2 separate regions of the Oncorhynchus mykiss genome follow, and region 2 is linked to region 1. Evidence: chromatin contacts called from public Hi-C data. All regions are on one chromosome and are shown on one strand. The core of a region is the stretch at or near the end of the contact, and the rest is flanking DNA. Distances in the headings are between cores, read along the strand shown.

Region 1 (7,603 bases), core at 1,491-3,990:
CAGCTCAATCCAGGATTCTTATATGGTCCAATGTCAAGTTTAACTGATTAATGCTTAATATATGATTATGACAATGTACACTGCCATAAATGCAAGAACAGAAAAGTAATGTTTTATGTCACATGATTTTGGACAAACTCGTGAATTTTATTGAATATATAGTAGCTATGCCTCCTTAATGCAATGACGTGGAAATATGCAGATTATTGTCAATGATTTAACAGCTGTAACAAATTGTCCAGTGTAGGAAATCCTCACTGGTTGGCCTACCCTAGTTTATAGAAAGACCTAATTGCACCCCTCGATTTGCTAGCTAGCCATCTCACCTTGAGTGATTGAAACAAACAGTCAACTATGCTGGGATTATTCAAAACATTCCATCTAGTCAACTAGCGATCATTCAAGGTTTAGCCTGGAAGCAAGCTTCGCTGTAATATTTATAGTAGTATTTGGATGTAACTAGCTATTTGAAAACGACATCTACTTACTTGCTAGTAGTAGTAGCTACTTACCTGGCGAGAGAAATGGTTTGCAAGACATTGCGAGTCTGCAACAGCCGATAGAACAAAGATTTTGCAGACTATTTGCACTGCAGCCAACTTGTGACTGCAACGTTGGACACGTTAAAATTGTATGACTTCACATCTAACTTAATTCCTCTGTACTGCACTTAATTGCAATGATACCCCCCTGTGTTTGTCTCATGATTATATACAAGCGGCTTCATTATTATTTTAAGCAGGACAGTACCTAACCCAGATTCTTGTTGCATGTCTGGTTGACTTCATAGAAGTGGTCATCATGTAATAACAAAAACTGCTGGCCAGCAAGTACAGTAGGCCTACCTATGATGCGAATCCATCCATGACAGTGGGAGATTCTCAATTGGAAAATGTCTGTCCTCTCCTCGACTCTTTTGTCCTCCTCTACTCTGTCCGTGACCCGGAAACCGATAAGTGTTCTTCATACAGTATGTAGGGGTGCAAATTCGTTAAAAGGAGAACTTTCTGCTCTCCTCAATTGCCTTCTTCAGCCGAGGATACACGGGTGCTCTGTGTTTTAAAATCTAGCACACTCCCTTTGAATCAGATGTTGTTTTGTCAACAACAACAAAAACATGCACACATTTAAGATTATTGTATCTAGAAAATATCTTGCACAACTAGCTAAATAAATGTTTAGCACTTTACACATGTGTTTTGGGATTCCTCTGTAAACGTAATTTGTCTGATGATGTGCTAGTGGATAAGGAGAATCATCTAATTTACCTTTGACCTTTTTCAAAGGAGAGTACGAAGGAGAGTCCAGCAAAACCAACTGAGAATCTTCCAGTGTCAAGTCAGGAGGTAGATCTGCCTAATAAATCAGACTCCTAGAGGTAGGGGTGGATACAGGAGCATGGATTTTGTGGGGACGGTCGAGTGGAAAAAGGCTACAGAGACATGTGGGAACCACAGGAACTTCTGTTATGAGTGTGGGGACTTACTGCCTCTACCTAAGCTGCAGGAGATTCAGCTGTGAGGAAGAAGGCTTCAAAGAGAATGAGGAAAACAGAGGTTGAATTTGATGAAGATGGCGATAGAAAGGGAGAAGACGACTGTGAAGAAGACTGGTGGCAAGTACAAACAGAGTGAGCAGTATGCCAGGTTGAGTCCTGGAGGTGAAATGGAAAGTGAGAGTGAGAGTTATTTGAAGTGGAAGGTGTGCCATCGACCTAGGGTAGGGACCAATAGGGTTAAATGATGGAATAGGGTGGTGGGTTTTAATGAGTGCATATTTTTTAATTTTGTTGTTTACAGTATAATGGATTTATAGCCCAGTATAGTTGATGGCGGTAATGCAACATAAATTGGATGAGTATAGCCGTTACCCACCTCTAGACTTCTTATTCAGCGAGGGTTAAGGTAATTAATGTCCACATGCTCACCTGAGATGTCTGTTGACAAAAGGAGGGCTCTGAAAAAGCATGAACCATGTTATGAGTGGTCATACTTAGAAATTCTTGAATCACAGGTTTAATATGCATATTCCTCATATACAGACTTTGCAACACAGTCTGAATCTCTTGAATGTTGTGAATTAAATTAATTCTTACATTTGTAAACACTCAAACCTATTGCTGACAACTTTGACTATACTTCATGCACCCACCGATCACAAATGAACTTGGGCCAACAATTGATAATGGCAAAGTCTGTGATCGTGATTTATTTATTTGCATACAATGTACACTTTCTTGAGTTGTAAACCATATCCAGGAACATTTTAAATCCTTTCGACAAAGGAAATTGTATCTAACCTGACCTGTAGATGCACTGCCCTCTAGTGCTTGACAGACAATCAGCTTCACCTTTGAAAAATGTTTTGCCAGCAGATGGCGCAATGGTAGTGCCAGAATCCTAGGCTACTGTTCAAACTCACAAAAGACACACCCTCGTCAACTTACCCTCGCCTTATATCATTGGGGAATCCCTGTCGCCATCTTGGAGGGCGGTCCAAATAATTAGCCAAGCAAGGGAAGTTAGCAACGTAAGGCCCTCAGCCCTCGTTTTTAGTCGAGTTTGCGAGTGTACTCCATGTTTGCGACCCAAACACTTAAAAGACACACCATATCTCCACCGCCCTCAAATTAAGTGGACACTTCTGGTGACGTTTCATGACGTCTGTGACGAGTATACACTTGCAAGGCGCGGGAGGAAGAAATTATTTTTAAATGGGCCACCCTTGGCCGGAAATTCGTCACTCGTTCATCCCGCAATGATAGTGTTTTCAGCCACCGATAATTTATGGGTGCTTTGCTACTGTCAATTATGAGTGCATGTCTACTTATATTAAATATATAATTATTAATATACGCCTACTGTATGAGAGCTAGCTAACTAACGTTAGCCTGCCTAGCTGGAACTTCTGAAGAAGGAAAATGTTTTATTTCTAGAATTTCCAAAAAAGGACAACCAATAGCTACTTTCCTTAACTGAGGAATTGGCAACACTGCCCGGAGTGACCATAATTTTATACTCGCAAAGCCGACTAAAAATGAGGGCTGAGGATGCAAACTTCCCTTGCTTGGCTAATAATTTGGACCACCCACACAGGGTAAGTGGACGAGGGTGTGTCTTTTAAGTGTTTGACCGCACACTGGAAAATATTAGCGTCATTGCAGGAACATTGACACTTCTGGTCTTCCAATTTTGCCTTGGAAAAAAATGGTATGATACGAAATCATTTTTTTTGCATAGTGCATCATCTTCAAATAATGTTACAAAAAATGTAAACTAAAGAGAAGTACAACTTTATATAAGATGCATAATATAAGGTGGCACACATTGATAAATGTTTGGAGCTTAAGTAAATTAATGTAAATTAATTATACAGAACCTATTGATGTAGCGTAAGAGTCTATATGCAGTTATTTATTGGATGACTGTGGTGTAAATGACTGTTGTGTAAATACCCATCAGCCCTATAAATTACATATTGGCTTATAGAGAAAAAACTATTCCATGTGCCGAAACCCACTCCAATTTGCATAGATGATCAATCTCTATTGCAATCCACACTGCCCTTTCCCACCTGGAAAAAAGGAACACCTACATGAGAATTGACTACAGCTCAGCACTATAGTGCCCTCAAAGCTCATCAATTTTATTTTACTTTACCTAGGCAAGTCAGTTAAGAACAAATTCTTATTTTCAATGACGGCCTAGGAACAGTGGGTTAACTGCCTGTTTAGAACGACAGCTCGGGGGTTTGAACTTGCAACCTTCTGGTTACTAGTCCAACGCTCTAACCACTAGGCTACTCTGCCACCCCAATAAGCTAAGGACCCTGGGATTAAACACCTCCCTCTGCAACTGGATCCTGGACAGGCTGACCCCAGGTGGTAAGGGTGGGTAACAACACATCTGCCATGCTGATCCACAACACAGGGGCCCCTCAGGGGTGCATGCTCAGTCCCCTCCTGTACTCGCTGTTCACTCTTGACTGTACGGCCAAGCTCAACACCATCATTAAGTTTGCCGATGACACAACAGTGATGAGACAGTCTATAGGGAGGAGGTCAGAGACCTGGCAGTGTGGTGCCAGGACAACAACCTCTCCCTCAAAGTGATCAAGACAAAGGAGATTATTGTGGACTACTGGAAAAAGAAGACTGAGCACGCCCACATTCTCATCTACTGAGCTGCAGTGGAGCAGGTTGAGAGCTTCAAGTTCCTTGGTGTCCACATCACCAACAAACTAACATGGTCCAAGCTCACCAAGATAGTCATGAAGAGGGCACGACAACACCTATTCTCCCTCAGGATACTGAAAAGATTTGGCATGGGTCCTCAGATCCTCGAAAGGTTCTACAGCTGCACCATTGAGAGCATCCTGCCTGACTGGTTGCATCACTGCCTGGTATGGCAACTTCTCGGTCTCTGAAAGCAAGGCACTACAGAGGGTAGTACAAACGGCCCAGTACATCACTGGGGCCAAGCTTCCTGCCATCCAGGGCCTCTATACCAGGCGGTGTCAGAGGAAGGGCCTAAAAGAAGGACCTATTGTCAAAGACTCCAGCCAACCTAGTCATAGACTGTTCTCTCTGCTACCGCACTGCAAGCGGTACCGGAGCGCCAAGTCTAGGTCCAAGAGGCTTCTAAACATCTTCTACCCCCAAGCCATAAGACTCCTGAACATCTAATCAAATGGCTACCCAGACTATTTGCCACAATGCGAATCACTGTATTTGGAATACATATTGGCTTATAGAACAAAAACAGTTCTGGGTGCCGCAGTAAAAGTATTACAGGGAATACTCACTATGGTCTGTAGCATGTATATATGGTGTCATTTCATGGGTCTCTCAATAATACCGATTGTTGCTGGCCTTTTACTCCTCCCATTCCGTGGTGGCCCATTCTATCTGGACGGCATGTCTCAACTTCCCCCAACACCTGCCTTTAAAGCTAGAATCCTTAGTTGTTACGTCTGTTTTTTAAAACTTGTATTTTAGTTTTTGTATATTAATGATATACAGGTATCTGCCTAAATAAAAGAAACATCAACCTAAAGTGTTTTAGGGCGTTGGGCCACCACGAGCCAGAACAGCTTCAATGCACCTTAGCATAGATTATACACGTGTCTTGAACTCTATTGGAGAGATGAAACGCCATTCTTCCACTAGAAATTCCATCATCATAGTGTTGTGGAAAACGCTGTCCCAGGCGCCGCTCCAGAATGTCCCATACGTGTTGAAATGGGTCTGGTGACTGAGACGGCCATGACATATGGTTTACATCGTTTTCATGCTCATCAAGGCTATAAGGACACGATTGACAACCGATATATTATTTCAGAATTCATTAAAATTAGGGTAAGGTTTGGCTGTCGGTTTAAGCGTCAACTGTGTCCTTATAATCTCCCCAGCAAGCTAGTTAACGGTATGCATAGTTGTTTAGGGCTACATAAAGGAGCTCTATTCGAGAGCGTGAGTACGCAGTCAGGTAAAATCGGAGAAGAGATCTCCGTGCAGTGCTTGGTCACCACTTCAGCTTGAACAACCAGCCGAACGGAGAATGGACAGCTATCAGGCTAGCTAGCTAGGTGGAATTCAAAGAGGACATGTGCTAGCTGGTAGCTATACATTTTATTTAACTTTTTATGGATTCATTCCGAAAATCAGCTGTGTATTTGCTTCTCCTCGAGCTTTGTCATCATCCCAGTGAATGTATTTAGAAACCACAGGCTAAGTAATGCCTTGCTTTATGTGGCGCATCTCTAGAAATTAACGTTAGGCTAGCTGCATTTCCGAAGAGACTATGAGGGGGGCTTTTGGTAAATGTTCGTTTAGGTAGCTAACAGTCATTTACAATTCAGTTAAGTTTAGCTAGGTAGACATTATTGTTATGGCTATAACTAATAGTTTGCTACTGCTAGCTAGAGACGTTGCAGCTTTGCGAGTCAACTTATTGGTTAGGGCTAACTAGCTAAGTTAGTACGTCCTGTTTCCTCACATGGCCAGGCTAATACGAAATACAAAGTCATTTCTCCCTCCCCTCTAGGTTCGTGTGGGACGACAGTTTCCTGTTTTCGCCAGTGTCCAGGTTGATTCGACCATAACTTCTGGATTGTGAACACGCGAGGTGGAGATGCAGACTTTTTTGAAAGGCAGAAGAGTGGGTTACTGGCTCAGCGAGAAGAAGATGAAGAAGCTGAATTTTCAGGCCTTTGCTGATTTGTGCAGGTAGGCTACTGTATGTGCTGACAACAATGTAGCTACTGGTGGTTACATTTCAGTCTACTGTACAGTAGTTACAGTCCTGGAGGGATACAGCCAGCTATCTGGTGCGAGATACATTGTAGTAGCTTGTACTAGTAGTGGTGTAGCTATTTGTTACAAATATCCAGTCTTAAAAACATAGGTAATCACTTCTTTAAATGTGCCCAAATGGCGCTACTATTTTATTATGACCTCAAGAACCAAGTGTTGCATCCATCTTTTCTTGTTTTAACTGATTATATTTTGGAGGAGTACACATTTTGAACATTAATTGAAGAGGATATTACAAATTCAGTGTGAGCTCAATTTGCATATATCATGCAACAGTGTCTGCTGACCGTTTTGGAGCACTGTTAGGCCAAGTGCATTTCTCAGTGTACTGCCTTTTTTTGTAGGAAACAATCACAGGGATTATAGTGACCTGAGCAGTCTCACAATTTGAGCAACTTGAGCCTGCTGTGAGGTTGCCCGTTGGGCAGGTTATAAACAATAAATAAAAACATTTGAAAATAATTTCATTAGTCAGTTTTTTTCTGGTTATGTGTAAATAGCTACTTAGAATGTCCGGCTAAGTGATCATAATCTTCGGGCAATGAAAATCAATCAGATTTAGATTTTACTCTCCTGTGTTTAGTGTCGCATGCTATACTGATTTTTTAATATTTTTTTACACAAGCAAATTAAAAATGTTTCGGTACTATAATTTGTTACTTTCGGTAGTTCTGTCAAATGTGTCTCAAGGATCAAGTCAGTCTATCAGCGCAGCCGACTTATTATAGTGCACACCGTTTCTTCTCCATTTACTCATTGCTAGCCTGCACTGTGAGTATGGGCTGCACCATGTTAACTTCTGTGCAGCATGAGTTGGGAGCTAACACACTTGAATAATGTGACATGGCATACAAAAGGTTCAAACTGTTCATTACTGTTCGCAAAACAATGTCTATACAAGCTAAAACCTTTACAATGGAAGAAGATACCTTTTAGTTTCCAGCTTTGTAGGCTAACTTTATTTTCTAGCTGACAGCTAACGCTAACATCAATTCACTACCCTAGTACTTTGTGATAACTCCATAACTCAAAATAAGCTGATTTCAAAGCTGATTGCCAACAACTTTATTCATTCACTTATTCAGTCTCTCTCACCCAAAGTTATTTATTGCCTCAGCCTGCATTGTGAATGATGTGATTACTGGTTAGAGACAAGGCGGCAGGTAGCCTAGTGGTTAGAGCGTTGGGCCAGTAACTGAAAAGTTGCTCGATCGAATCCCCGAGCTGACAAGGTAAAAATCTGTCGTTCTGCCCCTGAACAAGGCAGTTAACCCACTGTTCCTCGGCCGT
Region 2 (7,603 bases), core at 3,751-6,250, 130 kb after region 1:
TCTGTATCAAAAGATATTTGCATTTTTTTATTATCCTGATCTTATTTCAAATGCTCACACAGACATTTTCCCATTCGGTCGAACAAAATGCCTTATTGCCAACGCGGTATCGTAAACATCGTTCGTGGCCGGTGTATTCTCGTTTGCAGACTTTTTTTTGTACAGCTTTGACAGTGGTATTGATCGTAGTTGTGGCGCTTGGCTTTCATGTGCAAATTCAGCACATACAACATTATATAATATAAGTGTTATTTGATGTGTGATATTAAAAGCGGCAGTGTTATTTGACGTATCTTTTTTGACACGCAAAGACCCAAACGGCGTTACATAGGTTAAGACTGTTAACCTGCCAAGCTAAAGCCTAGGCATGGGTCCTGTGACTTGGATGGGTCTCTTCAATGAGAAGGTCAAAGGGTGGGGGAAATGTGACCGACGTGGCTCTTTTAATGAGTAGCCTTGCTGGAGACATGAAGACTTGTTAGCTTCCTGAGCTCCTCTCGATGGATTTTAGCTAGGTGGGCTAGCAGTCATGACATGCAGGAGACCTGGCTCAAACCCTCGATCCTAACTAGTCTCCCAGTCCCTGGCGCTGAAAAACATCCTCAGTATGTTGCTGCCACCACCATGCTTCACTGTAGGAATGGTGCCAGGTTGCCTCCAGACGTGACACTTGGCATTCAGGCCAAAGAGTTCAATCTTGGTTTCATCAGACCAGAGAATCTTGTTTCTCATGGTCAGAGTCCTTCAGGTGCCTTTAGACAAACTCCAAGCGGGCTGTCATGTGCCTTTTACTGAGGAGTGGCTTCCGTCTGGCCACTCTACCATAAAGGCCTGATTAGTGGAGTGCTGCAGAGATGGTTGTCCTTCTGGAAGGTTCTTTATGTCTACAGAGGAACTCCGGAGCACTGTCAGAGTGATCCTGGGTTCTTGGTAACCTGCCTGACCAAGACCCTTCTCCCAGATTGCTCAGTTTGGCCAGGCGGCCAGCTCTAGGAAGAGTCTTGGTGGTTCCAAACATCTTCCATTTCAGAATGATGGAAGCCACTGGTTTCTTGGGGACCTTCAATGGTGCAGACATTTTTTTGGTACCCTTCCCCAGATCTGTGCCTCAACACAATCCTGTCTCAGCGCTCTACGGACAATTCCTTTGACTTCATGGCTTGGTTTTTGCTCTGACATGCACCGTCAACTGTGGGACCTTTATATAGACAGGTGTTTGCCTTTCCAGGTGGACTCCAATCAAGTTGTAGAAATCTCAAGGATGATCAATTGAAACAAGATGCACCTGAGCTCAATTTCGAGTCTCCCAGCAAAGGGTCTGAAAACGTATGTAAATAAAGGAATTTGTTTTTACATTTTAATAAATGTGCTACATTTTCTAAAAACCTGTTTTCACTTTGTCATTATGGGGTATTGTGTGTAGATTGATGAGAAAATGGTTTTATTTCATCCATTTTAGAATAAGGCTGTAATGTAAGAAAATGTGGAAAAAAGTCAAGGTCTAAATACTTTTGAATGCATCTGAGAAGATGAATACATGAAACTTTGAGTAACTTAAATGACAATTTGTAAACTTGATACATACAATGAATGCAATATCTATCATATTGAAACTGAATATATAAATATTGAATTTGAAAACGGAATTCAATATTCATTCAATTTCAAATAATGAAATAGAAGTTTTATTTATTCAATTATACAATTTGAGCATAAATTCAAAAGTATAGAATTCAAAATTCTATATCTTAACACAAACTCAAAATTATGGAATTCAAATAAAAATCTCTGTTGGCACTAAATTCACCCCATAGAAAATACCCTCAAATATAAAAGGTGACAATGTACTGTCACATATGAAACATTTGATCTCAAAATCCAAAATGCTTGAATATATACAGTACCAGTCAAGTCTGGACACACCTACTCATTCAAGGCTTCTTTGTTTTTTACTATTTTCTACATTGTAGAATAATAGTGAAGACATCAAAACTATGAAATAACACATGGAATAGAATAATGTAGCAGATTCTTCAAAGTACCTTTGCACACTCTTGGCATTCTCTCAATCAGCTTCATGAGGTAGTCACCTGGAATGCATTTCAATTAACAGGTGTGGCTTGTTAAGTTAGAGAGAAATTCCACAAATTATCTTAATGCGTTTGAGCCAATCACTTGTTTTGACAAGGTAGGGGTGGTATACAGAAGATAGCCCTATTTGGTAAAAGACCAAGTCCATATTATGGCAAGAGCAGCTCAAATAGAGAAACGACAGTCCATCATTACTTTAAGACATGAATGTCAGTAAATGCAGAAAATGTCAAAACTTTGAAAGTTTCTTAAAATGCAGTTGCAAAAACCATCAAGCGCTATGATGAAACTGGCTCTCATGAGGACCACCACAGGAAAGGAAGACCCTGAGTTACCTCTGCTGCAGAGGATACGTTCATTAGAGTTACCAGCCTTAGAAATTGGAGCCCAAATAAATGCTTCAGAGTTCAAGTAACAGACATCTCAACATTAACTGTTCAGAGGAGAATGTGTGAAATCAGGCCTTCATGGTCGAATTGCTGAAAAGAAACCACTACTAAAAAGGACACCAATAATAAGAGACATGCTTGGGCCAAGAAACATGAGCAATGGACATTAGACCAGTGGAACACTTCAGATTTTTGGTTCCAACCGCCGAGTAGGTGTAGGTGAACGGATTATCTCTGCATGTGCAGTTCCTACCAGGAAGCATGGAGGTGGTGGTGTGGGGGTGCTTTGCTGGTGACACCATCAGTGATTTACTTAGAATTCAATGCACACTTAACACACATGGCTACCACAGCATTCTGCAACGATACACCATCCCATCTGGTTTGCGTTTAGTGGGACTATCATTTGTTTTTCAACAGAACAATGACCCAAAACACACCTCCGGGCTCTAAGGGCTATTTGACCAATAAAAAGAGCGATGGTGTTGCATCAGATGATCTGGCCTCCACAATCACCTGACCTCAACCCAATTGAGATGGTCTGGGATGAGTTGGACCGCAGAGTGAAGGAAAAGCAGCCAACAAGTACTCAGCATATGTGGGAACTACTTCAAGGTGGTTGCAAAAGCATTCCCCATGAAGCTGGTTGAGAGAATGCCAAGAGTGTGCAACGCTGCCATCAAGGCAAAGGGTGGCTACTTTGAAGAATATAAAATATTTTTGCTTACTACATGATTCCATGTTATTTCATAGTTTACATGTCTTCACTATTATTCTACAATGTAGAAAATAGTAAAAATAAAGAAAAACCCTGGAATGAGTAGTTGTGTCCAAACTTTTAACTGGTACTGTATTTAAAATAAAAAAATAATAGATTCACTGTCCAAATACTTATGGAGAGGAGTATATATGGGCCTTTACTCACTGCTCTCCTGCACCTCTATGGTCTCAAGGTGTGACGTGTTGCTGCTGTCTGCTGTGCCTTCATTTGTATTGTTGGAGCATCTGGTATCAGGGATCTCTATTCTATCTTGCTCAGCCTGGACGCATATGGGTAGGGTACAGTCAAGCAACAGAAGAGTGTAAACACATATCAGTAGATAAAGGGAGAGGAAAGAGGTGTTTGTCTGATTAATAGGGAACGAGTACAGACTTACCTCACTCATGTTGTCACTGCAAAATAAATAAATGGCACACACTGAGGATGTAACAACATTATAGACAGCCTATACTTCCTGCAACAATAATAGCAGATAATGGAACTTGAACTTACAATCGACATAACTAAAGTAGCTAAAACCACAGGTAACTGCCAAAATAAAACAAACACAAACATAACATGCGTTGGGCCACCACAAGCCAGAACAGCTTCAATGCACCTTGGCATATCTACAAGTGTCTGGAACTCTATTGGAGGGATGCGACACTATTCTTCTATGAGAAATTCCATCATTTGGCGTGTTGTTGATGGTGGTGTAAAAAGCTCTCAGGTGCCGCTCCAGAATCTCCCATAGGTGTTCAAATTGGTTGAGATCTGGTGACTGAAATGGCCATGGCATACGGTTTACATCGTTTTCATGCTCATCAAATCATTCAGTGATGGGGGAATTGTCATGCATAGTAGCCAAAAATTGCGAAAATAATGGCTTGCCCAGCATTTTACATCCCATCACACATACTCACATACATATTTATACTCCGCACCGACATTGCTCTGGCAAATATTTCTATATTTCCATTATTTTACTTGTAGATTTGTGTATTGTTAGATATTACTATAAGTGTTTTGCTACAGCCGCAATAACATCTGCTAAATATGTGTAACGTTATGCGACCAATAAAACGTTATTTTTATACATGACCCTAAGCACGGTGGGATGTTAATTGCTTAATTAAATCAGAAATCAATATACTTTGGTATCCCTCATTTACTCGGTTTTTCCATTATTTGGGCAGTTACCTGTATCTTCCATTAACGTAGTTAGTAACAATTGATTAATAAGTTAACTAGCAAGCTCGTTAGTTAACTTACTAATCAATTGTTGTTACGAACTACGTTTGCTAACTAACGTTCGCTAACGGACGTGTTTATATTTTTCCCTCGCTGGCCAAGTTAAAGAAAAACAGGCAAACTGTTAGCTAACGTTAACTAGCTAATTTGTTTAAAAAGCAGCCATGTATGAAATAGTATTTTAACATTCGTACATAAAAAGAAAGATACCAAGCTAATGTATATGTTGGTTGTTACCTTTCTGACAGCTGACAGATACTTTCGGGTTCAAACCTGGATGAACTGCAGTAGTGTCGCTGCTGTGCATATGTGAGTAGCTCACTGTCAGCAGTGACTTTTCATAGCATGTTAGGATAATTAACGTAACGTTAGCAGGTTGAAATAATTAGAGTAAACTAAAATGCAAAAATTCTCCCAAACGCGAGTCGAATGGGTATGTAAATTTTGCATCGAAATTAGACATGACCGCGTTCAAGAGCATCAAAACCGGGAATGATGTATCATGGGTAATTTGTGACTGACTGACTGATCTTCAAATAACATTCAGAGTGATTTGTCGATCAGTCAGTCTCTCTCTACTCGCTGCTATTTCGAATGCGCCCATTTTCACCCATGCATGGGTATTCTTGAACATACAAGTTACATTCCAATGTAACTAAATCAAATCAAACGTAAGGAAATAAAACACACAGTTCAAAGATTTGGGTTCACTTTAAATTGTACAGTGGCATAAGAGCACAACAACATATTTTTTGTTTTTCAACTTTACATGCTGACATCCTCTTGATAAGAGTAGCAATAGTAGCCTTAACAAAAGTAAATACAACATGCATGATGTACTTGTTATATGAAATTAGGGCTTCTCAAAGACTTGGAGCAAACATGCAATATGGTCCTTATGCTAGGAGAATGACATTCAGAGGCTGATGTCTAGACCTTGAGTATTTTTCTTCTAGGAGAGAGTGTTAGGAGCTTCCTGCTGGACCTGACGCTCCAATCTTTGCTCCAAATCTGCCCAGTGTTGTTCCTCCATTTTTTGCTGCTCACACACACACACACACACACACACACGCACACACGCACACACACACACATGATTGGGATGAGAGAGTGATAAGCTGGTTATTGAACATCTTCTAGCAAATCCAAACACAGCTTGGAATATTTATATTTCTGTTTATGCTTACCTTCCTGTGATTCCAGCTCTTGAGGGCATGAGTGCCAGATTGCTCACTAATCTTGGCTTTGGTTTTCTCGCCCTGCTTCAGCCTCTGGCGCTCCTGCTGCCTCGCCTCCAGCCTTCTCTGCAAAGCCACCACCATCTCGTCCTCGGCTACTCCCTGCTGCAGCTCCCGCCTTGCTCTCTTCTCCTCCTGCCTGCCTCACACCATATGCACATTAGGATACTGTACATCTCAGACATGCCTTCTGTGTGCAAGCCAGGCATGCGAGTGTCTTAGTTGCTCTGACCTGCGTGCAGCAGCCTGTCCCAGGGCTGTCCTGTGGAGGGCGATGGTGTCCAGCTGCTCCAGCAAAAGCTGTTCCCTGCTTTTCTTGTCCTCCAGAATGCGCCCCCTCCTGTCCTGATGCTCTCTCTGCTCTGCATCCCTCAGCATGGCCAGACGCTCCCGCAGCTCAGCCAGGGACATCTCCCCAAGCAGGTCATGTCCTGCTGTCTTTGACAGGGAGAGGTCAGAATACAGTATATTGTTCATCATAAAAGTCAACCTTCTTCTGACAGAACCCAGCAAAATGCCTTTATACTCTATTATGTTGGCAAGATCCATTCCCCTGCTCACCTCTGTTTCATCCACAAACTTGTGCCTGATGAGGGGGACAGACTCAATGGCCCGGATCTGACAGATAATCTCAAACTTCCTGCTCAGCTCTGCCTGTGCTTCCTCCAGGGCCTGACGAAGGAGTTCCCCACTCTGCGCCGACACTTCCTTTACTGGAATGCAAACGTACACAAAAGCACACAGAAATGAGACCCCAATTCGCCAAGCACTGTCTGCTGCACCACAACACCAAAGCAGGTGTAATTGAGAAAGGGTACATTTCTCATCCCTAGTTAAATAAAGGTAAAATAAAATAAATACAAATGTGGGAACAGGGGGTGATGTAATGCTATAGTTTAGTCACCTATTCGCTGTTTGAACTCCTGCAACTTCACTTTAGCTGCTTTTGAGTTTTTGTGTCCATCTGCCACCTGTTGTACCAGGTCTCTCATCTCTTTCTCCTCCTGCAACCGCTTGTTTGCGTATCTTTGCATCAGCTTGGCAGTCTGCAAACAATCATAAGCAGGACAGGCTCCATCAAAGAGACTCACAAAGACAGGAACACTTAATATAGCCAATTACCCTTTCTCAACGATTCAATGATTCCAAAACTGAATAACACTATGAACACATTAATACATCATTCTAATAACACACACCTCTTCCTTCTTTAGCAGTGCAGTCTTCTGGTTGCGCTCCATGATGCGGGTGCGGGCGAGAGCAGCCTCCTCGTAGCTGATGCGACCCTCCAGACGGCGACGCTCCACCTGGGCCAGCTCTTCCTGGAGATCACGCTCCCGCATCTCCTTCTGCCACTGCAGGAACGAGGAGGGCTCGCCCGCCCCCTCCACAAGTTGCTCCATCCTGTGTTACCGTAACACACATTATTAAACCTCTCCACTCTAGCTACCGTCATAAGTGTCCCACTAGCGCAGCTAGTTTTTAATGTAAAATATGTCAACTATACAGTCGGCAATAGTGATTAATTCCTGAAGTATAGTGGCACAACTGATATAGGAGGCACAGATGCAGGGATTATATTGTGTCGTACCTGCGTAGTTCCTCCTCCACCTGACGGTTATACAGAGCCCCCTCCCGCAGGATGGCCGTGGTGTTGAGCCTGATGGGCAGGTTGTTAGGCTGGTGGAAATATACAAATACACATGGGTATACACACACGCACATAGACAAGTGTGTCTGTCAGTTACGGTATATGATTTCTGTATCATGTGAGAGCTACCTTATGGGTGGCTGGGGTTCCAGAGGTGTGGAGTGAATCAAACTTGAGCTGGGCATCATGGCTTCGTACAATCTGGGACATGACACTCTGTAAA

The links. A called contact is a pair of places that touch in the nucleus more often than the background predicts.
Region 2: a contact with region 1 is called in a Hi-C map of liver, with 2.8 times the contacts expected there. The contact joins the promoter of LOC110505611 here to the promoter of itpk1b in region 1. A contact is called at or near these places in 2 of 3 Hi-C or Micro-C datasets (blood and liver).

What each region holds. Positions count from the first base shown.
Region 1 is chr25:21,904,696-21,912,298 of USDA_OmykA_1.1, forward strand. It overlaps itpk1b (inositol-tetrakisphosphate 1-kinase), which reads left to right and starts at 2,741. Exons shown (of 11, transcript XM_021584932.2): 1 at 2,741-3,096; 2 at 6,045-6,226. The coding sequence starts at 6,132. LOC118944237 (a long non-coding RNA gene) reads right to left here and starts at 2,721. Exons shown (of 4, transcript XR_005039529.1): 1 at 2,447-2,721; 2 at 1-1,956.
Region 2 is chr25:22,037,001-22,044,603 of USDA_OmykA_1.1, forward strand. It overlaps LOC110505611 (E3 ubiquitin-protein ligase RNF4), which reads right to left and starts at 5,001. Exons shown (of 8, transcript XM_021584938.2): 1 at 4,729-5,001; 2 at 3,638-3,653; 3 at 3,406-3,520. The coding sequence starts at 3,646. cfap99 (cilia- and flagella-associated protein 99) reads right to left here. Exons shown (of 16, transcript XM_021584935.2): 9 at 7,510-7,596; 10 at 7,321-7,409; 11 at 6,929-7,133; 12 at 6,634-6,775; 13 at 6,291-6,442; 14 at 5,962-6,167; 15 at 5,679-5,868; 16 at 5,184-5,530. The coding sequence ends at 5,444.